6 separate regions of the Sus scrofa genome follow, and regions 2, 3, 4, 5 and 6 are each linked to region 1. The links are chromatin contacts, called in public Hi-C and HiChIP or PLAC-seq maps. All regions are on one chromosome and are shown on one strand. Each heading gives the region's core, a stretch centred on a gene start, on an enhancer-like site or on the middle of the called end of the contact. The rest is flanking DNA. Distances are from core to core; before and after follow the strand shown.

The links. A called contact is a pair of places that touch in the nucleus more often than the background predicts. HiChIP or PLAC-seq counts read pairs in DNA pulled down with a chosen protein or histone mark.
Region 2: a contact with region 1 is called in a Hi-C map of embryonic fibroblasts, with 2.4 times the contacts expected there. The contact joins the promoter of PPP2R5D here to the promoter of SRF in region 1. A contact is called at or near these places in 1 of 5 promoter capture datasets (fetal liver), 3 of 47 Hi-C or Micro-C datasets (embryonic fibroblasts, fetal liver and heart right ventricle) and 1 of 2 datasets of contacts at active chromatin or transcription factors (alveolar macrophages).
Region 3: a contact with region 1 is called in a Hi-C map of liver, with 6 times the contacts expected there. The contact joins the promoter of CNPY3 here to the promoter of SRF in region 1. A contact is called at or near these places in 1 of 47 Hi-C or Micro-C datasets (liver) and 1 of 2 datasets of contacts at active chromatin or transcription factors (alveolar macrophages).
Region 4: a contact with region 1 is called in an H3K27ac HiChIP or PLAC-seq map of skeletal muscle. The contact joins the promoter of KLHDC3 here to the promoter of SRF in region 1. A contact is called at or near these places in 2 of 2 datasets of contacts at active chromatin or transcription factors (alveolar macrophages and skeletal muscle).
Region 5: a contact with region 1 is called in a Hi-C map of heart right ventricle, with 1.6 times the contacts expected there. The contact joins the promoter of ZNF318 here to the promoter of SRF in region 1. A contact is called at or near these places in 1 of 47 Hi-C or Micro-C datasets (heart right ventricle) and 1 of 2 datasets of contacts at active chromatin or transcription factors (alveolar macrophages).
Region 6: a contact with region 1 is called in an H3K27ac HiChIP or PLAC-seq map of alveolar macrophages. The contact joins the promoter of GNMT here to the promoter of SRF in region 1. A contact is called at or near these places in 1 of 47 Hi-C or Micro-C datasets (fetal liver) and 1 of 2 datasets of contacts at active chromatin or transcription factors (alveolar macrophages).

What each region holds. Positions count from the first base shown.
Region 1 is chr7:38,211,922-38,215,738 of Sscrofa11.1, forward strand. It overlaps SRF (serum response factor), which reads left to right and starts at 1,379. Exons shown (of 7, transcript XM_005666020.3): 1 at 1,379-2,289; 2 at 3,781-3,817. The coding sequence starts at 1,765.
Region 2 is chr7:38,053,905-38,058,155 of Sscrofa11.1, forward strand. It overlaps PPP2R5D (protein phosphatase 2 regulatory subunit B'delta), which reads left to right and starts at 1,685. Exons shown (of 16, transcript NM_001113451.1): 1 at 1,685-1,970. The coding sequence starts at 1,944.
Region 3 is chr7:38,013,318-38,017,332 of Sscrofa11.1, forward strand. It overlaps CNPY3 (canopy FGF signaling regulator 3), which reads left to right and starts at 1,477. Exons shown (of 6, transcript NM_001110428.1): 1 at 1,477-1,778. The coding sequence starts at 1,604.
Region 4 is chr7:38,078,280-38,082,169 of Sscrofa11.1, forward strand. KLHDC3 (kelch domain containing 3) reads left to right here and starts at 2,634. Exons shown (of 10, transcript NM_001105314.1): 1 at 2,634-2,697. It overlaps MEA1 (male-enhanced antigen 1), which reads right to left and starts at 1,981. Exons shown (of 4, transcript NM_001110429.1): 1 at 1,946-1,981; 2 at 1,178-1,540; 3 at 989-1,091; 4 at 1-421. The coding sequence starts at 1,447. The coding sequence ends at 270. PPP2R5D (protein phosphatase 2 regulatory subunit B'delta) reads left to right here. Exons shown (of 16, transcript NM_001113451.1): 16 at 1-150.
Region 5 is chr7:38,386,695-38,390,627 of Sscrofa11.1, forward strand. It overlaps ZNF318 (zinc finger protein 318), which reads right to left and starts at 2,036. Exons shown (of 10, transcript XM_021098752.1): 1 at 1,575-2,036. The coding sequence starts at 2,036.
Region 6 is chr7:38,036,199-38,040,049 of Sscrofa11.1, forward strand. It overlaps GNMT (glycine N-methyltransferase), which reads left to right and starts at 2,161. Exons shown (of 6, transcript NM_001110419.2): 1 at 2,161-2,409; 2 at 3,378-3,505. The coding sequence starts at 2,204. It also overlaps a transcript of PEX6 not described here.

The DNA of each region.
Region 1 (3,817 bases), core at 129-2,628:
ACTGAGCCACAACGGGAACTCCAATATACTATTTTAAAATGCTGGTTGCAGTAACTAAATTATTTCACTACCACTACCAACTGCTTTATTTAACATCACAACAAATTTTAAAGCAGGAATCATCACCCTCTCCTATGCCCTTACATACAAGGTGATGTTTTTCCTAGGGATGAAACCACTTAAACTACCACCGCCCTTTAATCTATATCTTATTTAATCTTTATTAAGAACCTCTTGGGATGGGTACCAACAAGGAGAAATATGGAGTTTGGAGAGGTCAAACACTTGTTTCCAGACACAGGGCTAGGAAGAGACAGCTTCCCGAATTTAAGAATTTCTGTAATAGGAAATCTCAATCTTTTTTCACTGCCTTCGAGCTAAGAACTAGACCCAGACCCCAAACCTGGGTTTTGCAGCACTCCAGTCTGTTTTTTTTTTTTTTTCCCCATGGGCTTTTCTTGGTTTTCAGGAGAAGGGTTATATGTGTGTGTACGCGTGTTCACTTGCTTGCTTAAACTTTCTGCTTGGCCATACTTTTTCCCAGGCCTCTGCACTGGCTGAGGGGTGGGCTTTATCTCCAGGACCACCCTCTCCTCTCCAGCCCAGCCTGCAGCTGGAAGTCTTCACAGATCTCTGACCCTCCTCCCTGCCCCCATTGGGGACCGGGAAGCGGACTGTCTCCCCCAGTCTTTTCCAGATGTGTCTGCCAAAGATCCTCCCTCCCTCCCCTGCCCCCAACCCAACCAGTATAGAGGATGATAAATGAAGATCCGGGAGCCGGCCTGGTGGGAAAGTGCCGTCGCCTTGGAAAGAGAGGGAAAGGGAAAGGAAGTGGAGGGGGGAGGGGAAGCAGTGGTGTCGAGAGGTCCGGGCGCGACAAGTCTGGATATTGGGGACTCAAGTCCCCTCTGCCGGGCCAGTAATTTTGAGTCCCTCAGGAAGGCATGGGGAAGTGCTCTCCTTTGGAATTGGGGGTGCATATCATTAACTGCACCCCGCACAATCCACTGAAGGACTACCCCAGTGTTAGCTTCCAGACTTTCCAGCGCCAGGTTCCCAGTGCAGTGCTGCTCCCTCTTCTCTGCAAGACTGCGCTCCAGTGCTCTCCCAGATTTCCTCTCCACAAGTTCCTCTCAATTCTCTTCACCATTCTCTGGTCACGGAGGCGGAGTCGTGCCTCTTAGCCTGTTCCTTTAAGAGGCGTCGGCTCCTCCCTCTTTGGAGTCGCCGTCTGACGCTGGATGACAGCAGCGAGTTCGGTATGTCTATGCAAATAAGCGCCCGCTGTGGGCCAATGGACAGCGGAGGTGCCGGAACCGCGGACCAATGGGGCGGGGGTGCAGGGGCTCACCATATAAGGAGCGGCCTCGCCATAAAAGGAAACATTGTATCTCTTTATATGGGGGGAAGGGTCGGGGGATCCCTCGCCGCCAGCGCGTGGTCCCGGCCCCCTCCACCCGCCGTCTCGGCCGCGGCCAGCAGCCCCTGCCCCCCGGGGGACGCTGACGGCTGCCGGGCGCGCCGCCCTAGCGTACGGACAGGGGGCGCTCCGCGCGGCCTGGGGCAACCCGGGCCACAGGGGCAGGAAAGTGAGGGCCCAGGTCGGCCCGGGCGTGCAGGGGCCCCGGGTTCGCAGCGGCAGCGGTAGCAGCGATAGCGGCATTAGCAGCAGCGGGAGCGCCGGGTTGAGCCGGGAAGCCGATGGCGGCGGCGGCGGCTCCGATTCCTCGCTGACTGCCCGTCCGCCCTCCTGCACTGAGCGCCATGTTACCGAGCCAAGCTGGAGCCGCGGCGGCGCTGGGCCGGGGCTCGGCCCTGGGGGGCAGCCTGAACCGGACCCCGACGGGGCGGCCGGGCGGTGGAGGCGGCGGCGGCGGCGGGACTCGCGGGGCTAACGGGGGCCGGGTCCCCGGGAACGGCGCGGGACTTGGGCCGGGCCGCCTCGAGCGGGAGGCTGCAGCAGCAGCGACAACCACCCCGGCGCCCACCGCGGGGGCCCTCTATAGCGGCAGCGAGGGCGACTCCGAGTCGGGCGAGGAGGAGGAGCTGGGCGCGGAGCGGCGCGGCCTGAAGCGGAGCCTGAGCGAGATGGAGCTCGGCGTGGTGGTCGGTGGGCCCGAGGCGGCGGCGGCGGCCACCGGGGGCTACGGGCCGGTGAGCGGCGCGGTGAGTGGGGCCAAGCCGGGTAAGAAGACTCGGGGCCGCGTGAAGATCAAGATGGAGTTCATCGACAACAAGCTGCGGCGCTACACGACCTTCAGCAAGAGGAAGACGGGCATCATGAAGAAGGTACCGGGCCGGGAGGCTAGCCGGCCACAGGGGACCGGGAGGGTGGGGACGCGCAAGGGGAACCCGGGAGGAAGGCAGAGTCGAGGCGGAGGTGAGAGGCGGAGAGTCCGCCGGAGGTGTGTGGGAGGGGATGGCTGTTGCCCTGGGAGGGTAAAAGGGGAGGGGCCGCCAGGGAAATGTGGGGAGAGGGGAGATTCTGCCAATGTCCGGAAAGGAGAGGAAAGGTGCCGAGGTGGGAGGGACGGGCGTGAGAGAGGAACCCGGCCCTTGCAAAGCAGAGAGATGAGGAGTGGTAATGCGAGGCGCGGGGCTGCCAGGAAGGTGGTTGATGAGACCCGGGGGTCACTTGGTCCAGTGCGCTCTGGTGTTCCGGGAGGGCGCTGGAAAAGCAGGGAGCAGAAGAGAATGTACGAGGGTGAGGAGGCTGGAACTGCATAACAACAGTGAGCGAACATGTGTGGGAGGAAGGTGGGCATCACTATAGAGTAGCGCTGGTTGGAAGGAGGAGGGTAGGGCTGATGACCCATTGGGGCTCAAGAGCCCCAGGTAAGGGAGCTGAGCAGGAGATCTGATGCTGCCCTGGGCATCAGAAACCAAGCCCTGCAATGGCCATGTGTCTTCCGTGCACACACTGGAAGCTGGCACACTCCCTGCAAGACAGGCTTCAGAACCATTTGCCTTTGGGACAAATAGGATTTCCAGCCCTAGGGGAAAATCTGTGTACAGAGTCTGGGAAGAAGGTTTGCACAGGAACCTAGAAATTCCTCCTCTCTAGATGATTACCCAGGGAAAGGGATGAAGAAGGGAGCTGTCTTGGGCTATAGAAGATATGCGAAGGGATGGAAGCAGAGGAATTATCTGTGCCTTATAGAAACCAAGGCTGCTTCCAGTGGGCTGTAGAACTTTGTTGGGAATGAGGATGCCACCTAATGGGGCCATCCTTGAAGATCCCCTTCCTTTTTCCCTTCCAGGGAGAACGGGGAGCACTGTATTATAGAGCAGGACAAAATGGCAACAGGTTAGAACCTGTGCAGTTTCTGGGACGAAACATGGGACTTTAGAGCCTAAGTGGCCCCTTATCCCCAACATTTATGTGACTTCCAGTGTAGTAGCCACTTCATCCTGGTCCCTGTGATGGTGAGGAGGTGGTGGATGCTATCTCTTCTTGAGGCTCTGGCCACCAAGCTATAGTGAGGAGCCGTTACCCAGGTCCCTCCAAGTCTGCTGAGGTTATATGTTCTGTCACCAGAAGCAGGGACTATTTGCTTGGGGTATCTGCAGGGTAGTGGGGCTACTACTCAAAGAAACATGTGGTTTCTCTGCTCTTCAGCTCACCTTCAGATAGGACCTTCTTAGAGTCACAGGAGCAAAAGGTCATTATGGGAGTGGGGGCTGGAGATCACCCTGTACTTCCCTCTCTTTCCTACTACCCAAGGAAGGTAGAGATGAAAAATTTTGCTGACCTACCTATCTCCTCCCCCCTACCCCCAGGCCTATGAGCTGTCCACGCTGACAGGGACACAGGTGC
Region 2 (4,251 bases), core at 435-2,934, 160 kb before region 1:
ACCTGAAAGGGTGACTATTAGGTTTACATGTTATAAGATATTTTTATCCCTAGAGAGATAAGAAAATACTTTTTTAAGTGTTTGATTATAGTTCCTGGAGGTTACCTCTAGTCCTAAACCTGAAAATGCCTAGTTCCACATCTTCAAAACAGCATGCAAGAATGTACTAGGTATCTGAATTCACAAGGATAAAAGTTTCCATTTGGTAGTTCCTGCCACTTAGAGGGACCAAGGACTGGGAGGATTGGGGTGGGGGGAGTCCAAAGAGGATATGCCTGCTTTACATGGCAGCAGGAAAGCTCCAGGCCTTGGGGCTGTGGTGCTCCTTGAGACCTTAGGAGTGGGTAAATACATCTGGTGTCCTGCCTGGGTCAGCACCCATACAGACACAAATATCCACCCAAAAATAAACATCCTTTCCTCCCAAGCTTTTCCCCTAGCAAATAATGGTTAGCATGCCATCCACTCTTTATTACCTTGCAATTGTCATTAGTCACTGAAAGCCAAATATTACTCCCATACAGAAGATAGTCAGAAGCCTAGATGTGTTGTTTTTACTTCCATCTCCTGTTCAGTCTTCAACCCCCTATAACCTTCTGCTCTTCTGAAATTTTCCTGCGGAGATCGCCTATAACCTTTTAATGGCGGGTTGATGCCATTTGATCTTGATCTTACTCAAACTTTCTTTGGAATCTGACACTATTGACCAAGCCTCTTACACTTCCTTTGCTATTATGACACCAGTTTTCCTCCTACATCTCTGATGGCTTCCAGAAGTCATCCTCAATGCCTCCCTTTCCCATACGGTCCTCCCCACAATCCAATGAATCACTAAATCCTGTTGATACTACACATTTCCCAATTCTGTTCTTCCTTCTCCAAGCCAATGGCCACCACCTTATAACACTGTTCTCCTGAGCAAGGACCACAGGCTTGAACTTTCTCCAGTTTCTTCACTTAGCCAATCTGCTACTGGAGCTGACTTTCTAAAACATATTCCTCCAGCTACCTTTAGGTTTGTATGATTTTTAACATTTTATTTTAATCATCTGTGTATACACCACTGTCAGCTGCACCAGACTGAATTCCTTGAGGGCAGGAACTGATCTTATCTATTAGGACACTGGCTTCGGCAGGGTGGGAAGTGAGGGATGTGTTTCCCCACTCAACAGTGAAGTAGCACTTCCACTGCGTTCCCACGTGCTCAGGTCTAGCAGGTCCCACAACCTCAGGACATATGCAGTAGGAACCGGGATCCTCTTTCCAAAGTTGAAACAAACCCAGGATTCTCATCTTATTTCACCTCGGTCCCGGCCTTCCAGGCTTTCCCTTTGATCCTCCTCAAGCCGTCTAGGAAACAGGAAACGGATGCCCACGAAAACTCCTGGGAGCTTTCTACAAATTTTGCATAGGCAATTAATGCTACGTTACTCAGATGAAAAAAGGTACCCTTCATTTTAGGGCTTCTTTCCCTCAATTCGGACCGGGCGGAGTAGCAGTGGGGAAAGAATAAGAACCACTTTAGAAGGGAACGAGTTGAGAAGAAGGGCCGAGGCTGACGCACAGGAGACGCCAGAGTGCGGCACTGGGTACTAAGCTTGGGCTTCCCCTGACCCCCGCCTCCCACGCTAAGCTCGACCCCCTTTAGGGCGGGACCTCCCACTTCAGCCAATTCTTGGAGCCGAACCCTGGCGGTTTGTACTCTTCCTTTCCAATGAGAAAAAAAAGGAAGCCGCTTGGCTCCAGCGACCAATCGGAGAAGGCGGCTCCTGGTTGTCAGGCAGGTTTGTAAGAGTTCGGGCCAATTGGAGGAGCAGACACCACTCGACCCGGGCGCAGCGCGCAGGCGGTGGCGAAGAGACGCCGAGCGGGCCGAGTGCGGCCGAGCAAAGCCCGAGCCGGAGCGGGGCCGCAGGAGCCGGGCAGGGTCCGGACGGGCCGAGATGCCCTATAAACTGAAAAAGGAGAAGGTGAGCCTGGCCCTTTCCCCCGCGCCTCCGCCTCGGGGCCTGCGCGGAGCTCTGGGAGGGGCCCGAGCCAGGCCCGGGACAGCCTCAGACTGACCCTCCCGTCCGGCCCCCGCAAGACTCCCGGGGCCAGCCCTCCGCCCCCGCTGCTGGTCGCACCCCCAGCTCGTGCCGCAGCTGGGAACGCTCCCTCCCCTTGTCCCGGATAGAGTCCCCCCACATGCACCTCCCTTCCTCTCCGCACGGACCCCCGGCCCAGGATAATCTCCTCCCTTCTGATCCTGCCCCACTCCCAGGTCAGTCCCCTGCTTTTTCTCCCTCATCTCCTCCCCATCCCCCCACGCATTTGCCGTTTGGGACAGCTCTTTATCTGAGACAGCACCTCCCTCCAGAACTAACCCCCCTCCCCACCCCCGCGCAGCCCCTTCTCTTCCCTCTTTTTCTCACCCGCCCGGGCCTGGGCCTCGGCCTACCTTCTCCACCCACCGTCCCCTACAGCCCCCTCTCCCTCCCCGCCAAGCTCCTTGACCTAGAACGGCTCTGCTTTCTCTCTCCTCCACCGAATCTGGCCTAGGCCCCTCCCTCTAGTTCTTCCTTCACACTCAAACTTGTAAGCCAGGACTGAGCCCTTCTTCTGCCGATGGAACCTCAGAACCTCCGTGTCTCTGAGCGCATCCAGAGCAATCCCTGGTGATATAGATGAGGAGACTGAGACCCGGACGGGGGCGGGGCGGGGGGGATGACAGGGGCAGGGACTTGGCCAAGGTCACACAGGCTGCTGGAGGCCCAGCTGTAATATCAGGTCTCCTGCCTTAAAGGCCTCCTGAGTACCAAAGCCCCCCTAACAGGCACCAACCCACTTCTAGGTTCATCCTAAACCAGTCACCTTTCCCCCGGCTGGGCAAGCTCCTCCCCTTATTCTTAATCAAGGATAACCTTTGCATTTTACCTTTTTTGCACCAGTGCTGGGTTTCTCTCTTTCCTGGGCCACACTATCCTCAAATTGGGAATCTGCCCTCACTGTCAGATTAGCTTTCCTTCCTATGGCACAGGCCAGCCACCCTTGGACACCCTTGCTTTTATCTTGGTGTCCTGACACAGGCCATTGCTTGATGTTGTCTTCTTTCGCCTTCCTCTTCTGCCTCCAAACCATCTTCCCCTCTTCTTCATCCCTGTCTTTCTCTCCCCTCTGTTTCCTGCTGTCACTGAGGTCTGACTCAGAGCTGTGGTTTCTTTGAGGTACAGACTCACACAGAGGATGCTAGGATACCAGTTCCATCCTCCCCAGCTGCTCCTCTCCTGGGGCTGGCCCCTCATGGTGGGCCCTGGCTCTGGCCTGGTGTTGTGCTCACCCACTTTTTTTTTTTGTCTTTTTAGGGCCGAACCCATGGCATATGGAGGTTCCCAGGTTAGGGGTCCAATCGGAGCTGTAGCTGCCGGCCTATGCCAGAGCCACAGCAACACCAGGTCTGAGCCACGTCTGCAACCTACACCACAGCTCACGGCAATGCTGGATTCTTAACCCACTGAGCAAGGCCAGGGATCGAACCCGTGTCCTCATGGATGCTAGTTGGGTTCATTAACCACTGAGCCGTGACGGGTACTCCTGCTCACCCACTTTATGCCCCAGAGGTGTCTTGCTTTTCACTTGGCTTCTGACTGGCTGGGTTGCTGGGCTGCCTCTTCTGACCTTCTCAATTAAACTCTTCCTCCTGGAGCTATTGGAGATCTGTGCAGCAGTTCTGATGCTGGATTGTCCCCATGCCCTCTCAGGGCCTGAGGTTCTGAGTGTTGGGTTGGTGGTGGTCTAGCAGGCACTGAACCTCCTGAGGTGCTGAGCTGGGCAGCTTTGTGTGCCCCACCCAAGCCCTGTGCCCTTGGGGAGTGGGCATGCTGCGGGGCATGCTGAGGTGTATGTAGGTGATGCCTGCACACAAGTCAGCCACGCCAGGGGATGAAGGACTGCTACAAGGAGTGTGAAGAGGAATGGGGACCACGGGAAGCTGGTGGGGTCCTCACCCATCTGTGGTTTTTAGTCCGATGGAACAGATACTATCCCATCCACAGAAAGCCTTTATCTACTAGGAGACTAAGAAAAAGAAAAATACTCAGACTTGCTAGGACCACAGGTGTGAGTGTTTGTTGGGAAAAAGTATTGGGAAGATCGGGGTCCATAGGGCGAGGCGTCTCTGATCCCCTTTGAGGTTTAACTTTCTGCTTTTGATTTCCTGTTAGCATTTGGCCTCCTACAGTGGTTGACAAGTCCTGACCATATGATTGGGGT
Region 3 (4,015 bases), core at 227-2,726, 200 kb before region 1:
CCCCAGACTTTCTCCAACCACTGTGCCTTCCCGGCTCTTAGCCCAGATGCTGAGCCCAGGGCTCCTGCCAAACTAATTTGTGCCTCAATTAATATCTTCTCAGAGTCCTGTTTGTTTATTCTGGAAGCAGGTGTCCCTTACCTTCAGGGCTCCTCCCCAAGTTGCCCCCATTCCCCTAATCCTGGCCTGCCCCAGACTCAGCAGGAATGCCCACTATGGATGGCTTAACATTATTTCCCAGGAGGGTTCCTGGCCAGACTCTGAGCCTTCCTAAGTCTTAGGAAGCCTAGAGAGGATGGAGGACCTCAGGAGGGTGTCCTGATCCTCTGCGTCCTGATCTATTGTGGAATTCTACACATCACAGCTCCTACCTATCCAGAGGGCCTTATCACCCACACAACTGTTTTGAGCAAGAAGCTAAAATCAGGAAACAACAAGTCAATGGGCTGAGTACCAGTCCTTTCAAGTCTTTATAAAATAGCATAAATATCCAACCTCCAGGAAGGAAACTTGAAGTGCTGGGGAACAGGGGCTTATGGACAAAAATGGAATTTGCAGACAACCTGCAAGAGAAGCAGATTTGGGCTGTTATAGAACACTGAGCAGGGGCAGCCAGAAGCAGCCCCAAAGACCCAGAGTCCTGCTCTTGATGGCACAGGAGAAGGGGGTTTCATTGAGCAATTGCGGTACCAGGCGTCCTGGTGCAGGGGAGGTGGAAGGGAAATACAACTGTTCATTAGTCCTTCTGGGAGCTCAGAATCCAAAGAAATAAATAATAGGGCAGAAAATCAGGAGAGGTTATACACTAAAAAGAAAATCAATGCATAAACTTTTTACAATCTGCTCCATAAGCTTTAATTCTATTAACCTGTTCAAGCTTCCCAGAGAACAAAGCTCGAACAGCAGCTAGGAGGATCACTGTGTCATAACACAGACAAAAGCTGAGGCTCTGAGTGACTTGTTCTAGTTCTCCCTGGGACAAATCTAGAGTTACTGGGCACTAAGAAAGCTGCTTGAAGACTGGGGACTGAATCGTCCTGGTCTCATCCACAGCATCTACTAGAGTGACTGGCAATTACCATCACCACTACCACTACCACAGCAAAATTAAAAAGCAGGTGCTCAGTAAGGGCTGGCTGCATTATAACCGTGGTGGGGCGGGGAGTGACGCGCAAGGAGGCGGAGAAGGCAGTGAAGACACCTTCCAGGACCAGAGCCTTCTTCCCTCTCCCGCAGCCCTAGTCCTCCTGTCCCTCCCAGAGCCTCTGTTAAGGGGTGGGAAAAGATGTTGCCATAGGTCACTGAGGACACTATCCGCTATTTCATTGGCGGAGGTCGAAAAAAGATCGTCCTCCCATTCGCTAGAAGACAAACCCCAAAAAGTCCATTGGCTGCGTAGACCGCAGGCCCCGGTCGGCTCTGGGGGCCGGCCGAGACGGCCAGAGGAGGGAGCTGCCTGGGGGGGCGGGGAGGGGGGTGCTCGCCGTTTTCCTGGTTACGCCGAGGCACGTGTGCAGTCCCGGAAGCGGCTCCGGGAAGCTGCCCAGCGCGCGCAGCGGGAGGAGGTGCAGCCCGGTCCGCTCAGGTCGGGTCCGGCTGGGCCATGGAACCATTACCTGAGCCCACGTCCCGGCCTCGGCTCCGGCCTCGGCCCCGCTGTCTTCTGCTTCTTCCCCTGCTACTGTTGCTGCTGCTGCTACTGCCCGCCCCGGAGCTGGGCCCGAGGGAGGCCCGAGCAGAGGAGACAGACTGGGTTCGACTGCCAAGCAAATGCGAAGGTGAGGGGGCGGGGCCCGCGGGGAGTATCCAGCTGGGGGGGCGGGGCTTGCGGAGAAGGTCCTGGGCTCTGGAGCGAGTCTCCAGTGCAAGAACCTGATGTGTGTCTGGCACTGTGCTGAGCTCTGGGGACAGAGAGGCGGGCGAGAGATCAGATCTTGGTGCACCTGGAGCTCAGAAATCGGTGAAAACAAGCAGTTATAATCGGGTTAGTAAATGCCCTGATGGAGGAGGCACAGGACTTTGGCGGCTGGGTGAGGAGCAGCTAATCTAGACTAGAAATGGGGGGAAAGGCTTCGTCAGGAAGCCCCGAATGATTAGGAGTTAGCCGGGTGAGAAGTGAAGAGAGGGTCCCACTCAGGAAACCACAGATGCAGGGTCTTGCAAGCAAAGGACAAGTTTGAGGAACTGAAAAGATCCGTATGACTAGTCTTGGGGAGGAAAGAGCTTGAGACGCCCCCTCTGTGCCCTCATCGCAAGCTTTGTGTCATTGGCCGTCTCCCCGACTTGCTGTCAGCTCCTGCCGGGGCAGGGACCTCTCTCAGATACCTGTTCACACAGTGCCTGGTAGGCATCCAATAAATGTATTTGGAATAAGTATGAATAAACAGGGGTGGGGGTACTGTGGGTGTAGGTGCAGGAAGGAGGAGGGTCTGAAGCCTGGGGGAACTTAGGGAGGAAGATTTTAGGAATATGGAAAAAGTATGACTCCCAAAGACAGAGGGGTGAAGGTGTGGCACTTGAGAGAGACAGCAAAGAGCGTCAGCACACAATCCAGGACTGTGAAGGGTCTACCTTCCCCCCACCCCTCCATTTCTCAGTTTACTCCTCAGACCTTTACAGATACTCCTTCCATCTCCCTCCACCAACTCCAGCCCCCGCACCCCTGAACGTCGGCTGTAAATGTTTTGCATCTTAATTCAAAGCCTGCAGCCAGCCAGATGTTCCCTAAGCACTCGAATGGGGGTGGTTTGAAAGGCATAATGCTTTCATTGGAGAGATGAAAGGTGAGATGCTTCAGAGATGAGCTGAGCTCACTGGTAGTCTTCCCAGTGTGGGTTCTAGCCTGTACTTTCTCCCTCACTCCCTTAAATAGACAGTCAGAGGGTTATGGTGCCTTCCTTTCACTCTTCCTGTAGCTATAACCAGTGTCTTTGGGGATTTCACTTCCCCTTCTTATTTTCTATCTTATACTGATAGCACAGAGCTCTTACTGCTTCTCATTTTCATACATAGCAGAGGAAGCTCACATTTCTTTTCCTTAGGAGACTCATAGAAGCATAGAGTTGGCAAAGATCTTTTTTTTTTTTTTTTTTGTCATTTTTAGGGCTGCACCTGCGGCATATGGAAGTTGCCAGGCTAGGGGTCCAATCAGAGCTGATGCCACCCAACTACGCCACAGCCACAGCAACGCCAGAGCCAAGCCTCATCTGCCACCTATACCACAGCTCATGGCAATGCCAGATCCCTAACCCACTGAGAGGGGCCAAGGATTGAACCCATATCCTCATGGATACTAGTCGGGTTCATTAACTGCTGAGTCACGAGGGAAACTCCGTCAAAGATCTTTAGATCATTGTAGTCTGAGCTGATTTTGTAGGTAATTGATAAAGAATCGTTTAAAAGGGATTTTCAAGTCACAGGATGGCTTGGCAAACTCCAACCCTTAGGCTCATCTTAATAGTGTATATTTACTTTATTTATCACTGTTTCACCTTTGTTATTAAATGCTGACTGTCTGGCCCACAAAGCTTGCCTCCTGGCTCAGGAGCCTGAGTGGAAGAGGCCTTGGCAAAGAGAAAGGAGGACCGGCCCAGAAAAAAGCAGGTGGTTGATCCATGAGGATCCATGAGGATCCATGAGGATCTGGGGTCTGTGCCATGAGTCTCCTCCAAGTCTGGTTCTGGGTGGGTTCTGCAGAGGGGGTCTTGAAGAGGTAAGATTTGCAAGAGTTGGGAAGCAAGGTTGTGGTTGTGGATATAAGAGAGATGGGTTGGTGGGTTCCAACCCCGCCCCCTGCTTGGAATACTACATATTGAGGGCGTGGGAGGAGGGGCCCAGGAGCCAGAAGAATGATGAGCTTGCACAAAGTACAGGACAGAGGAGAGGAGGGAGCCTAGATGGTCCTGGTTGGAGAGCCAGGGAGGTGAGACACCCCCACTTCATTGCAGACTCTGAGATCACTGGCTTACATTATGGAATTTTCGTATGTTCCAAGTTCTCCAAGCCATCTCTTATG
Region 4 (3,890 bases), core at 1,384-3,883, 130 kb before region 1:
GGTCCAGGGGCACAGGCAGCACAGCTTCTGGCTGTGTACATAGGGTGCTTTATTCTCCACAGAGTGATACATGCTAAGGTGGGTTGGGCCTGGGTGGATGTCCCCATATGTACAGAACTGAATAAAGTGGGTCTCTGAGAAGACGTCTGATTTGCCTTGATGTGGAGAGGGAGGTGGGGAGGATGGAGATGGACACTACAACCAGGATGCGTTCAGTCCTGTGCTGGTTCTGGCCTCGAATGCAGGGAGATAAGGCAGCCTCAGGGTGGTCACTTCCAGGCAGGGGTGGCCTGCCGGGCTTGGAGGGCCTTCTGTACCACATCTTCCCATTGGGCATCTGATATCTCCCGAGCCCAGGCAGGAACCCCTGGCGCAGGCAGGCTTACTCCAGCCATGGTCCTTTTCACCAGCTCTACGTGTTCTGAAATCACAGGCAGAGACCAGTTAGGGAATAGAAACAATGGACCCGTTCCCCTCTCCTTTGGCTAAAGGAACCCAGAGCTTTTGGGACACTGAAGTCATCTTGTGATTCCTAAGCAAGCCTGCACCACCCCCCCCTACCGCCCCACAACAAGTCTAAGAAAAGCATTTCACCTGGATTCTCAAGTTTGCAAACTTACCACAAACTGCTGCTTTAGGAACAGGGTGATCCTCTGTGACTCCCCTCTACTGGCTCTAACCAGTTCCCTTCCTCCGTAATTATTCCAGAATAAAAGAACGATCTCTTGGAGTTTCCGTTGTGGCCCAGCGGTTAACAAACCCAACTAGCATCCATGAGGACACAAGTTCGATCCCTGGCCTCACTCGTGGGTTAAGGATCCCGTGTTGCCGTGAGCTGTGGTGTAGGTCGTAGATGTGGCTTGGATCCCAAGTTGCTATGGCTCTGGCATAGGCCTGTGGCTACAGCTCCAATTGGGCCCCTAGCCTGGGATTCTCCATATGCTGTGGGTGTGGCCCTAAAAAGAAAAAAAAAAAAAAACTCTTTTACCTGGGTCCATGGGAATAGAGCTGTGGTTGCTCAATGCTGTAGCTCCCTCTTCATCTTCATCCTCACTTTCTAATGGGGGGTCTGGCAAATGAAGCCCCAAGGCCTGCAGAGCCAGAGAAGACAGTTCAGGGTCATCCCTTCAGGGATTCCAGCTTCACCTGTTCAGGAACAATGCCTCCTCCACCATACCTGGATTCGATCCTGGATATCAGCAACTACATCTTCTCCATCTCCCACTGGTGCCAGCTCCACCTCCTCTTGTTCAGGATCTTGGTTCAGGGGCTGGTAGGAGTAGCCAGCTGGGCCTGTTCCTGTTTCCTCTTGCTCTTCCTCTGGCTCCTCACTGCTCCAATCCCCAGTGCCTTCTGTAGGGCCCTGGTGTGGCCCGAGTTCTTCAGTCTGATTGGGGAAGATACGTTCAGGACCCATGATGTCTCCCCCTAGAACTACTGCTGCCATCGGGCAGGGGCTGCAAGAACATGGAGACAGGAGAACAGAGATCAGACAAAATTAGGCCCAGCTTTAGCCTGTCATCCAGTCCCGTGCGGTCTCCTCCTGCGCCCACAAAACATTGAAACGCCCAAGTTTCCTGCACCCCACAACACCTCTCCTGGACTCTCCACCTCTTGAGCTGGCTCTTATCTCCAACCAAGGCCCACTTGCCTTGCTCCGACAATTCTTAAATAACAGCCCAAGCGAAGGCCATGCCACCTTCCAAAAGACACCCCTTCGGGAACGCCCTCCCCCCCGCCCCATCCACTTAGGAACTCCGGGTCACCAAACAAGCTCCCCTAGACAAGGCATACCCGCCCCCTTCTCTCCTCTCTAAGGGATTTCCCTCTGTACCGCCTGATAAACGCCCTTCGGACCCCAGGAGATCCCTTCAAATGGCCCCAGATGTGGCGTCCCCGACCCGCCCCCACCAATTCTCGGCGCCGGTATTTGCGCGCGCCTCACCCGCTCAGAGCCCGCGGCCGAACCCCGCACCTTCACTTCCGGCGAGGCAGGACGTTCCGAGGCGGCCCCGTCCTCCAGCCCCGCCCCGCCGCGCTCATGATTGACACGAGTGAAGGCGAAGGGTCCGCCCCTTGCTCCGCCTCCACCATCTTCTCGCCAAACAAAGGACTACATTACCCGGTAGGCCCCGCGGTTGTTTGTGTTTGGTTTTGTTTTGTTTTGTTTTGTTTTTTTTAATTTTAGGGCCGCCTGTGTAGCATATGGAAGTCCCCAGGCTAGGGGTTGAATCGGAGCTACAGCTGCCCGGCCTACACCACAGCCACAGCAACACGGGATCCGAGCCGCGTCTGTTACCAACACTGCAGCTCGTGGCAAGGCCGGATCCTTAACCCACTGAGCGGGGCCAGGGATCGAACCCTCATCCTCTTGGATACTAGTCAGGTTCGTTACCACTGAGCCGCAACGCGAACTCGGCCCCGCGGTGTTTGATAGGTATAAGCACATGCGCAGACTCCTCCGACTCCTGCCCATCCTTCAGCCCCTCGCGTTCCTCCCGAAACCGATGGACTACAAATCCCGGTAGACTTCCGGCACTTAGAGCTGAATGCACGTGCGCTTACAGCTGCCCGCCGGAAGGACCGAGCCTGGCTGTGTTTATCTCGTTGGAGATCCAGTCGGCAGTTGGCGGGCAACGGGTTCAAAGCTGCAGGCAGCGCGAGGACCCGCGGCCCCGCCCCGGCCCGGCCTGGCAGGTAGCCCGTGGTGGGTTGAGGGACGAGGAAAATCATAGGGGATGGGGACGCCGATGCCTAGAGCTGAATTGTGGGGGAGGGGCCGGAGACCGATGAGGTGGGGGTGGGGAGGGGGATGACGGGAAAGGAGAGTGTTAAGGGGGAAAGAAGGGCTGGGGGAGGATGGTGGGGAAAGCGATGGGAGAGACCTGGTAACTGGAGAAGGCACTGAAGGGAACTGGAAGGAAGACTGGGTTAGGAGGAGAATGGGAAAGCTGAGGATAATGGAAGAAAAGGGCGGGGGTGTCTGGTGTTGTGGGGGCAGGGAGGTTGGAATGACTGGAAGAAGACCCGGATAGCGTCATATACAGGGAGGAATATCTCTGGCCGAAAGGGGTCAGGGGATGTTAGCTTGTTTCCCCCCTATCGAAAGAAGGAAAATGGAAGGCTGTCGGGGTGGAGCTTGGAGTTGTGGGAGAAGGAAAAAGCAGAAAACTGCAAAGCTCTCAAGAGATCTGAAAAGGCCAGAAACGGAGAGTGAAAATTGCAAGAGAATAGGAAGGGGGGCAGGTCTCTGAAAGGCATGGAAGAAGCTGGAGAATGCCGCAGTGATGGAGCACGGACGGGAGAGCCCCAGGGATCAGAGGCGCCCGGGAGATGCTGGGGCTTGTCTTTCATGAGCTTGAGTTGTCCTTTGGAGAAGACGCTGAGGGTTTTTTCCTCTACCTTTGGATGGAATTGCTTCCCTCTTGCCCAGTGAATTCTTTACTTTACCTTGATATAGCTGAAGAGGAGAGTAGAAGCTGTGAGGGAAGAGGAAGGACCCCCATTCTTAAGCTCTCCAACTTCCTTCCTATCTGTCCCCACAAGCCCAGATCCAAGAGCTTTTGGATTGAGGACGGGAGTAATGAAGTGAGAGTGGTTTCCTGCTGGGGCTATTTCAGGTTTGGCAGAGTGGGGGAGGGTTGGGGGAAGTTGGGTGGGGGCAGGGGTCTGGCAAGCCAGCTCAAAGCCCTGTGTCTTTCTTGCAAGGGACCTTCCTTTACTTGAGCTTTTTCTGTGCCTGAGGTTCGGGCTAGCTCTTCTCTCTGCCAGGGCTTCTTGAACAGGGAGCAGATGATCCACCCAAACCCAGCAGGTGCCTGCCAGCGAAGGCAGTGCCAGCTGCAAGAGGATTTGTCTAACAGAGCCTTCAAATGTACCCATTATCTCTA
Region 5 (3,933 bases), core at 786-3,285, 180 kb after region 1:
TTTCTTTTTCTTAATACTTAACCATACTTAACATGCCAAAACATTTTACTTCTGTCTTATTTATAATCCAACTTCCTGTTAGAATCAAGCTCTATGAGGACAGGGGTCTTGACTAGTTTGTTCACTATTGTATCCCTAGTGCCAGAAGAGCATGGCAGATGTTCAACAAATATTTCTCAAACATATAAAATGTAGATCTTTAAAAATCATTTTGATTGCTGGGTACAGGAAAAAAAACTGGATGGTAATAAGTGTGGAGTGTAATGCCATTATCTGGGCAAGTGGTAATACAGTTTAGACTAGATGACAGCAGGAGGACAGTTTTGGGGATGTAGAGGTGACAGATGAAGTTATTCTTACAGATTGGGAGAAGGGAGATGATAACTGTTTCTGGATGGGCAATGGATGATATCATTTACTGAGACAGAAAAGACTGGAGCAAACGGGTTGTGCACTGGAGAAGAAAGGGGAGGCTATGGAAACTGGTAGTTTTCTGGTTTCCTTACTTTCTCAGTGGAGACTAACATTCAAACTTTACCTGCTCAGCTAAGAAAATCTCAATACAGTGACAAGTCAAATTCACTTGTAACCAGAGTACCCAGAGCACTTGGCTACTGTCAGAGAGCCACTCAAGCAAAGAGAAATGTTGTCACTAGGATTTAAAAAAAAAAAAAAAAAAAAAAAGATTGGTGAACCAAATTCCAAAACACCAGATCCTGCCCAAAGGCTCTATTAGGATGGTGATTGTGGTGGGACGTCAATGTTACATCTAAACTAAACTCCTTTACCTCATGGTCTGTCCCTTTAGCAGGGAAACATAACAGTTAAACTCAGTGTTGGGAAGCAAGCATAAATGAATTGAATCACACTCCACCACTTCTTCGCTGAATGGCTTTAAGTTACTTAAACCGCTCTGGGTTCCTCAGCTCTTAGATAAGGAGGTACCCTCATATCAAAGGGTTGTGAATGTTCAAAGAGAATGTTTTAAAGTGAGCTAAGCATCATTCCTGTCACATAATTCAGTAAGTGGCAGCAGCTATTAAAACGACTGTGGGTACACACATTTCGATTTCGGGGAGCTAACAGTTCACATATTCTAGGTGTCTACTCTGGGGCGGTACAAGCCACCCTAACTAGCCACAAAGACATTTCAGCCTTTTTAAGATCCAGGGAGCAGCTGAGGTCTAGGAGGATACAAAACCACGGAACTCAGAGGACACCAACTATTGAAAAAGTACCAGGCTGGGAGGAGATTCCCCTCGTCCCGGGAAACTTTTCCACACCTCACCCAGAGTGAGAGAATCGGCTTATTCCCAGGAAATGCAGCACTGCCTCCCAACCCGACGCCCGGGCGCGTCCCGAATCCGTTATTGTGCAAATGAAGCTGCCGGGACTGACCGGGAACCTCCCGGTTCGGGCGTCTCTAAGGGGGCCCGTGGGGGCGGAGGGCCTTGGATGTGGAGACCCCGGCCTGGAGGCCTCGGGGCGCCCGAGCTGCGGGCGCCTCTGGAAGCGGGAACCCGGGGCAAGGCGGCTGGAGTGTGGAGGGAGTCCCGGGCGAGGGGTGGGATTACCCGGCTGCCGCTGTCGCCTGGATGGTCTCCGCGGCCGTCCCGGGCGAAGTCGGAGCGGGAGTCCCCCCGGCTGCTGCCTCGGAAACCAGCCGAGCCCGGCGGGAAGAGTCGTCGGCCCCGCGGCGGCGGCGACGACGGGGAACCGCGACGGGCCCGCGGTGGGGACGGTGAGACGCGACGACCCCGCGGTGGGGACGGCGAGGCCCGGCGGCCGCGGGGCGGGGACGGGGAGCCGCGGCGACCCCGCGGCGGGGACGGCGAGGCCCGGCGGCCGCGGTGCCCTGAGGGAGAGCGGGGCCGGCGAGCCGGCGTCCGCGACGAGGAGGAGCCGGAGGACGGCGGCGAGGTGCGACGAGCCGGGCCTGAGGAGGAGCCGGAGCTGCGGCCGGTGCGCGGGCCGCCCCCGCCGCTCTCTTTAGGCCGGTGCGAAGAGACCGAGGAGCGGGCGCCGCTGCGGTACATGGCTCCGGCAGCCGCGGCCACGGCAGCAGCTCTGACCGGGGGCGCCCTGAACGCGAGCCCCCAGCGCGCCGCCGCAGCTGCAGCCGGGGCAGCCACGGCCGCCGCGCGCCGCCCCCACAGCAGGCGCGACCCCCTCCCCTCGGCCCCGCACCGCCCCTGGGGCCCGGCCGAGCGCGCCCCCGCGGCCGCGGCTGGCGGTTGGAGGGCGAGCACGCGCCCGACACACCCCCCCGCCCTCCGGGGCTCCCCGCTCCTCCACTCAGGGAGCGGCCACAGGAGCCCGAAGTTGGGAGGAGCTCGGCGGGCGGCGCGAGGCTGGGCGAGCGGAGGGGAGGGGAAGCGCGCGACCAGCGCTCCTCACGCTCCGCCTCCACACGGGCAAGATGGCGGCCGCTGAGCCGCCCACTTCCCCTCCCCCCCGGCGACCACGTGACCCCGAGGGCTCCGCGCGGGGCTGGCCTAGCGGAAGGAAAGGGATTAGCGCGAGCGAAGTCGGCTTTTCTGAGGATGCTCAAGGCCTCGGGAAGCAGCGGGCTTCGAGGGTGCTGGACCGTCTTTGCTCTCCTGCACCCTATTAATTTACATCAGGACCACAAATGGTTATAAATGATGGTACTATAAGTAACCGCCAAAGCATTAGGTAAAACGAAGATTACCGCACCTGGGCAGGAGCAACCATAAGAGTCCTGGCCCCCACGGAAGCCGCTGACAGCGGTCAGTTAGTTTACTTTTCAGTTTGCCTGTTTTCTAGAGGGTGAAATTGAGTATGGGGACGTGCGAAATGGGGGCCGATTCCGGAAGGAGAGTCAAACCCAAAGCAAACATACGAGTAACACAGTCGCTGTCTCAACCAGAACACTTACTGGGTATGGCTGGGGGAGTCACTGCCAGGGGTCTACGTTATGACAGATTGGAGGCCTGGAGAGTTTGGGGGAGCAATTCAGAACCCCACGCCCAACCCCGCAAGTTTATGACCAGAATTTTCCAGGATGCCTGGCTATAATGGTAGTGTCCAGTCTCAAGGTCCTGCATGCCAAGTTCAAAAATGAGGAAAAAGATGACATATAAAAGAACAACAGTGAAAATATGAAAAACAATGTTGACCCTAACCAGCTAAACTCTTCAAAGTACAGTAATGGCTTGACAGTTTTCTTCTATCAGCTAGAGACGCAAAACCTGAAATTGATATGAAAATCAGGGTTTCTGACTCCAAAGCAAAGACAAAGAAAAAAATGATTGTAAAAGATTACCGTTCTCTAATTTATATTTTTCTATTTTTTAAATATATTTAAAAATATTTTAAATATATTTCAGATGTTTTTAAAATGGCACTTGCTTACATTATAGCTCGGTAAAAATGAAGTAAAATTTTTATGAGGTGATTTTTCTCATACTCAGCTTTCTTCACTCAGTATTACTTGCTTGCTCTGTATAGGCGTTTGAATTCCAATTCCTGACTTTTGGATTTTGTGGCTTAAGGAGGCCTTCAGTGTGTCAAGGTTATTAATATATTCTTCTACATATTTTTAACACTTTAATGATTCTGTTTCCTATAGTTTACGTGGATTGGGGATATGAAGCCTTACGTAATCCATATTAAAATCAAATTATTTTAACAGCTGTTTGGAACATGAATTGGGATTATCTATATCCTGAAGTCATCATGAGAGAATAAGTCACCCAGCTAATGAATGAATGCTGCCAAGTGCTTTTTGTCCACATCTCAATCCAATTCTATTGCTTTCTTTCAGTTGTGTAATTTGGCAGTAAAGAGTTTTTTAAATGGGGTTTCTTTGTGAAAAGAAAACTAAATACCAGGACTGGTGGTGAAAGGAAAAGAAAGTAAAACTTGAGAAAGCAATGATTTTTTTTTTTTTTTTTGTCTTTTTGTCTTTTT
Region 6 (3,851 bases), core at 911-3,410, 170 kb before region 1:
TTACTTGGTACATTTTGGTGGTAATTAAAAAATATTACAGATGGAGTTCCCATCGTGGCTCAGCTGTTAACAAACCTGACTAGGATCCATAAGGATGTGGATTTGATCCCCGGCCTCGCTCAGTGGGAAGGATCCAGCGTTGCTGTGAGCTGTGGTGTAGGTTGTAGATGCAGCTCAGATCCTGCATTGCTGTGGCTGTGGTGTAGGCAGGCAGCTGTGGCTCCAATTGGACCCCTAGCCTGGGAACTTCCATATGCCACAGGTGCAGCCCTAAAAAAAAAAAAAAAAGAAAAAAAAATTAAAAAGACTTTATGATTTTTTTAATCTAAATTTATCCTTAGCATTCCTATTATTTAAAAAAAAATCAGGAGTTCCCATCGTGGCGCAGTGGTTAATGAATCCGACTAGGAACCATGAGGTTGCGGGTTTGGTCCCTGCCCTTGCTCAGTGGGTTAACGATCCGGCGTTGCCGTGAGCTGTGGTGTAGGTTGCAGACGCGGCTCGGATCCTGCGTTGCTGTGGCTCTGGCGTAGGCTGGTGGCCACGGCTCCGATTCAACCCCTAGCCTGGGAACCTCCATATGCCTTGGGAGCAGCCCAAGAAATAGCCAAAAAAAAAAAAAAAAAAAAAAAAATCAAGACTTCTCTCGTGGCTCAGCAGATTAATGATCTGTTGTTGTCACTGCTGTGGCTCTGGTTATAGCTATTGTGTGTGTTTGATCCCTTGACCCTGGAACTTCCTCATGCCAGCAACCTAAAAAAAAAAAAAAAATCATACTGTAAACTCCCCACAACAGTGTCTTTCTCAGCCTGCTGCCAAAGACCTGTCTGTAGGGCCAGTGTGAGCACAAGACTCCACTACTGGGGCATGGGCTGACCCATCTGAGGGGCCTAGGTGCTAAAAAATAGAAAGATAAGAATGATGACCTATCTTTGGGGTTTCCCCAGCTCCAGGATTCTATTGATGGTAAAAGGGGCAGCGGATGGGAGGTTCCTTTGTTCTAAATTCCATACCTCGGCACTTTCTGAAGCCAAAAGATAGGTGAGGAAGGCTGTTCTTGCTGTCTTGGGCTTCCCTGGGTGGCACCACCTTCCTGAATCTCAGTCCAGGGTCTTGTCCAGGAAGAGACCTGTTTTGGGGAGGAGGGTGGCTGACACTAACCAAACCAAATGACCAATTTATGAGGTGATAATGAGCGATATAAGAGCAAGAGCAAGCACTTCCACCCCTCACTCTGGACTGCCCAGTCTGTGGGCACCTCTGTGGAAAGCAGCCATTAGTGGGGTGCTTGGTTAGAGAGGAACTGGAATCAGACTCCATCTCAAGTGGCTCAGGGAAAAGCTTGATGCATCAGCTACAGGACAGAGGAGCACCTGCCCCCAGATGGGTGGGATGACCCCTTGGGCCAGAACTGCTCCTAGACTTGGATGGCCAAGCCAGCATCATCCCCAGATACTCCCATCCCTCCCTTCGCTGGCTGACCAGGCCCTCTTTGGGCGGGGCAGCCCTTCTTTATATATGCTAATAACCCCCACCCTACCTCCCCACCTCCCCCCCCAGTAGGGACGGTTTTGCCCTGGGCACTCATTGTGGACTGTGAAGTTTCTTTCCAGCTCCCGCTTCTGTTTTTTGTTTTTGTTTTTGTTTTTGTCTTTTTGCTATTTCTTGGGCCGCTCCCGCGGCTTATGGAGGTTCCCAGGCTAGGGGTCGAATCAGAGCTGTAGCCACAGGCCTACGCCAGAGCCACAGCCACGCGGGATCCAAGCCGTGTCTGCAACCTACACCACAGCTCACGGCAACGCCGGATCTTCAACCCACTGAGCAAGGGCAGGGACCTAACCCGCAACCTCATGGTTCCTAGTCGGATTCATTAACCACTGCGCCACGACGGGAACTCCCCAGCTCCCCCTTCTGACCCCTCCTAGGTTCCCCTGGGACCTGGCTTAAGTGGGCAGGGGTTGGGAAGGTCCTTTTGCGCCGAGGGATCATCCACAGGGCAGGATCCTCAGGCAGGCGGGAAGGGCTGGTCTAGGATTGCCAGGCAGCGCCCTCCCAGCGTGCCTACCCGGGCAGCCGCGGCTGCGGGCCCAGGGCCCAGCAGGGGCGTGTCCCCGCTCTCACCTCCCATTGGGCAGGTGGGGCCGCCGGCAGGGGCGTATTATAAATGCAGAGCGGGTGGCTGCGGAGCCAGGCGCCTCGCAGGATGGTGGACAGCGTGTACCGGACCCGCTCCCTGGGGGTGGCGGCTGAAGGGCTCCCGGACCAGTACGCGGACGGAGAGGCGGCGCGCGTGTGGCAGCTGTACATCGGAGACACCCGCAGCCGCACGGCTGAGTACAAGGCTTGGCTGCTCGGACTGCTGCGACAGCACGGCTGCCAGCGAGTCCTCGACGTGGCCTGTGGTACCGGGTGAGCCCGGACGGAAGCCAGGGACCTGGGATGAGCAGGCATCCGGGGGCCAGGGGGAAAGAGGAGCCGGGAGGACACAGGCGACGGGGGACGGGGTCTGCTCCGGCCGGGGTCGCCCGACCGCAGTACCACAGCGGGGCACGTCGGGCAGCCTCCTCCGCCGCTGCCGACCTAGAGCCAGGCAGGGGCGCGACGCCAGGGGCCAGGAATGAGTGTTTACCCAGGCAGAACGAGGAGCAGGGCGAGGCCGACGGCAGGAGGGGGCCGAGGAGACCCAGGGTGAGAGCGAGGGTGTGGGCACTGTGGGTGGAGAAGGCGATCTCGCTGGGGCGGCGCAAGGACCCAGGCTTTGGGGCTTGGAACCCGGCTCCAGGGTCATTCCAGGGTCATTCCCCGGTATGATGGCCTCCGGCAGCGTTAACAGTTAACGCTTGTTTAACATGTGCCCCTGCCAAAGCACTGTACCAGGTGCTTTTGATACATGAGGTTTTAAAATCCTCACAAAACCCCATGAGGTGGGTAGTGATAGCTGTTTACCGTTGTAGGAATTTGGCCTCAGAGAGATAAAGGTGGAGAGGAGATGCAAACCCAGATGGGTTAGGGTCTGGCCTGTGCTCTAAACCCCCATGTTACACTGCCTCCTGTGCTCAAGTTACTTAACATCCAGAAGCCTCAGCTTGCCCCATCTCTCGAATGGGGATAAGACCATCTACCTTACCGGACTGCAATGAGGATTCATGTGCATTTGTAGAATGCCTGACTTGGAATAGGTGCTAAAACACAAAAAGGGTGCTACCTGATGATGAGAATCAGATATGCCAGGTCACTGAGGTCAGTGGAGAGAGCCTGGGGACAGGCAGAAAAATGGACTCTGAGGACCTGAGGAGACAGAAGTGTCCGGCACAGGGCCTCCTCCTTGCCTTCCCTGACCACCCCTCTCTGCCTGTTGGGATTCTGGTCCTGCCCAGGGTGGACTCCATCATGCTAGTGGAAGAAGGCTTCAGTGTGACAAGTGTGGATGCCAGTGACAAGATGCTCAAGTATGCACTTAAAGAGCGCTGGAACCGGCGGCATGAGCCTGCTTTCGACAAGTGGGGTAGGCAGCTCCAGCCAGGTCCCCTCGGCCCAGCCACCAAGGACACTGTTCTCTCTGCTCTGGCTCCTTTAGCTCCTGTGGTGGGGGGTTTTGTTTTCCTCAAGGGGGACAGTAAAATCCCTAAAAAGGGAGGCTTAGGCACAAGAACGAGGTATTGACTATGCTAGTTTTAATTACCTTTATAGTATCTTATCCTTCTCCCCCAAAAGAAACCCATAAGCACAGGGCCCTCCTTCCCCACCACAGCTTCCTATTCCCCTGACCCCTCTTCTCCTTCACCCTCCATGTCCATGATGATCCCCTCCCTCGGGATCCCCTCCCCTGGGGAGGCCCTGTGTGTATCTAG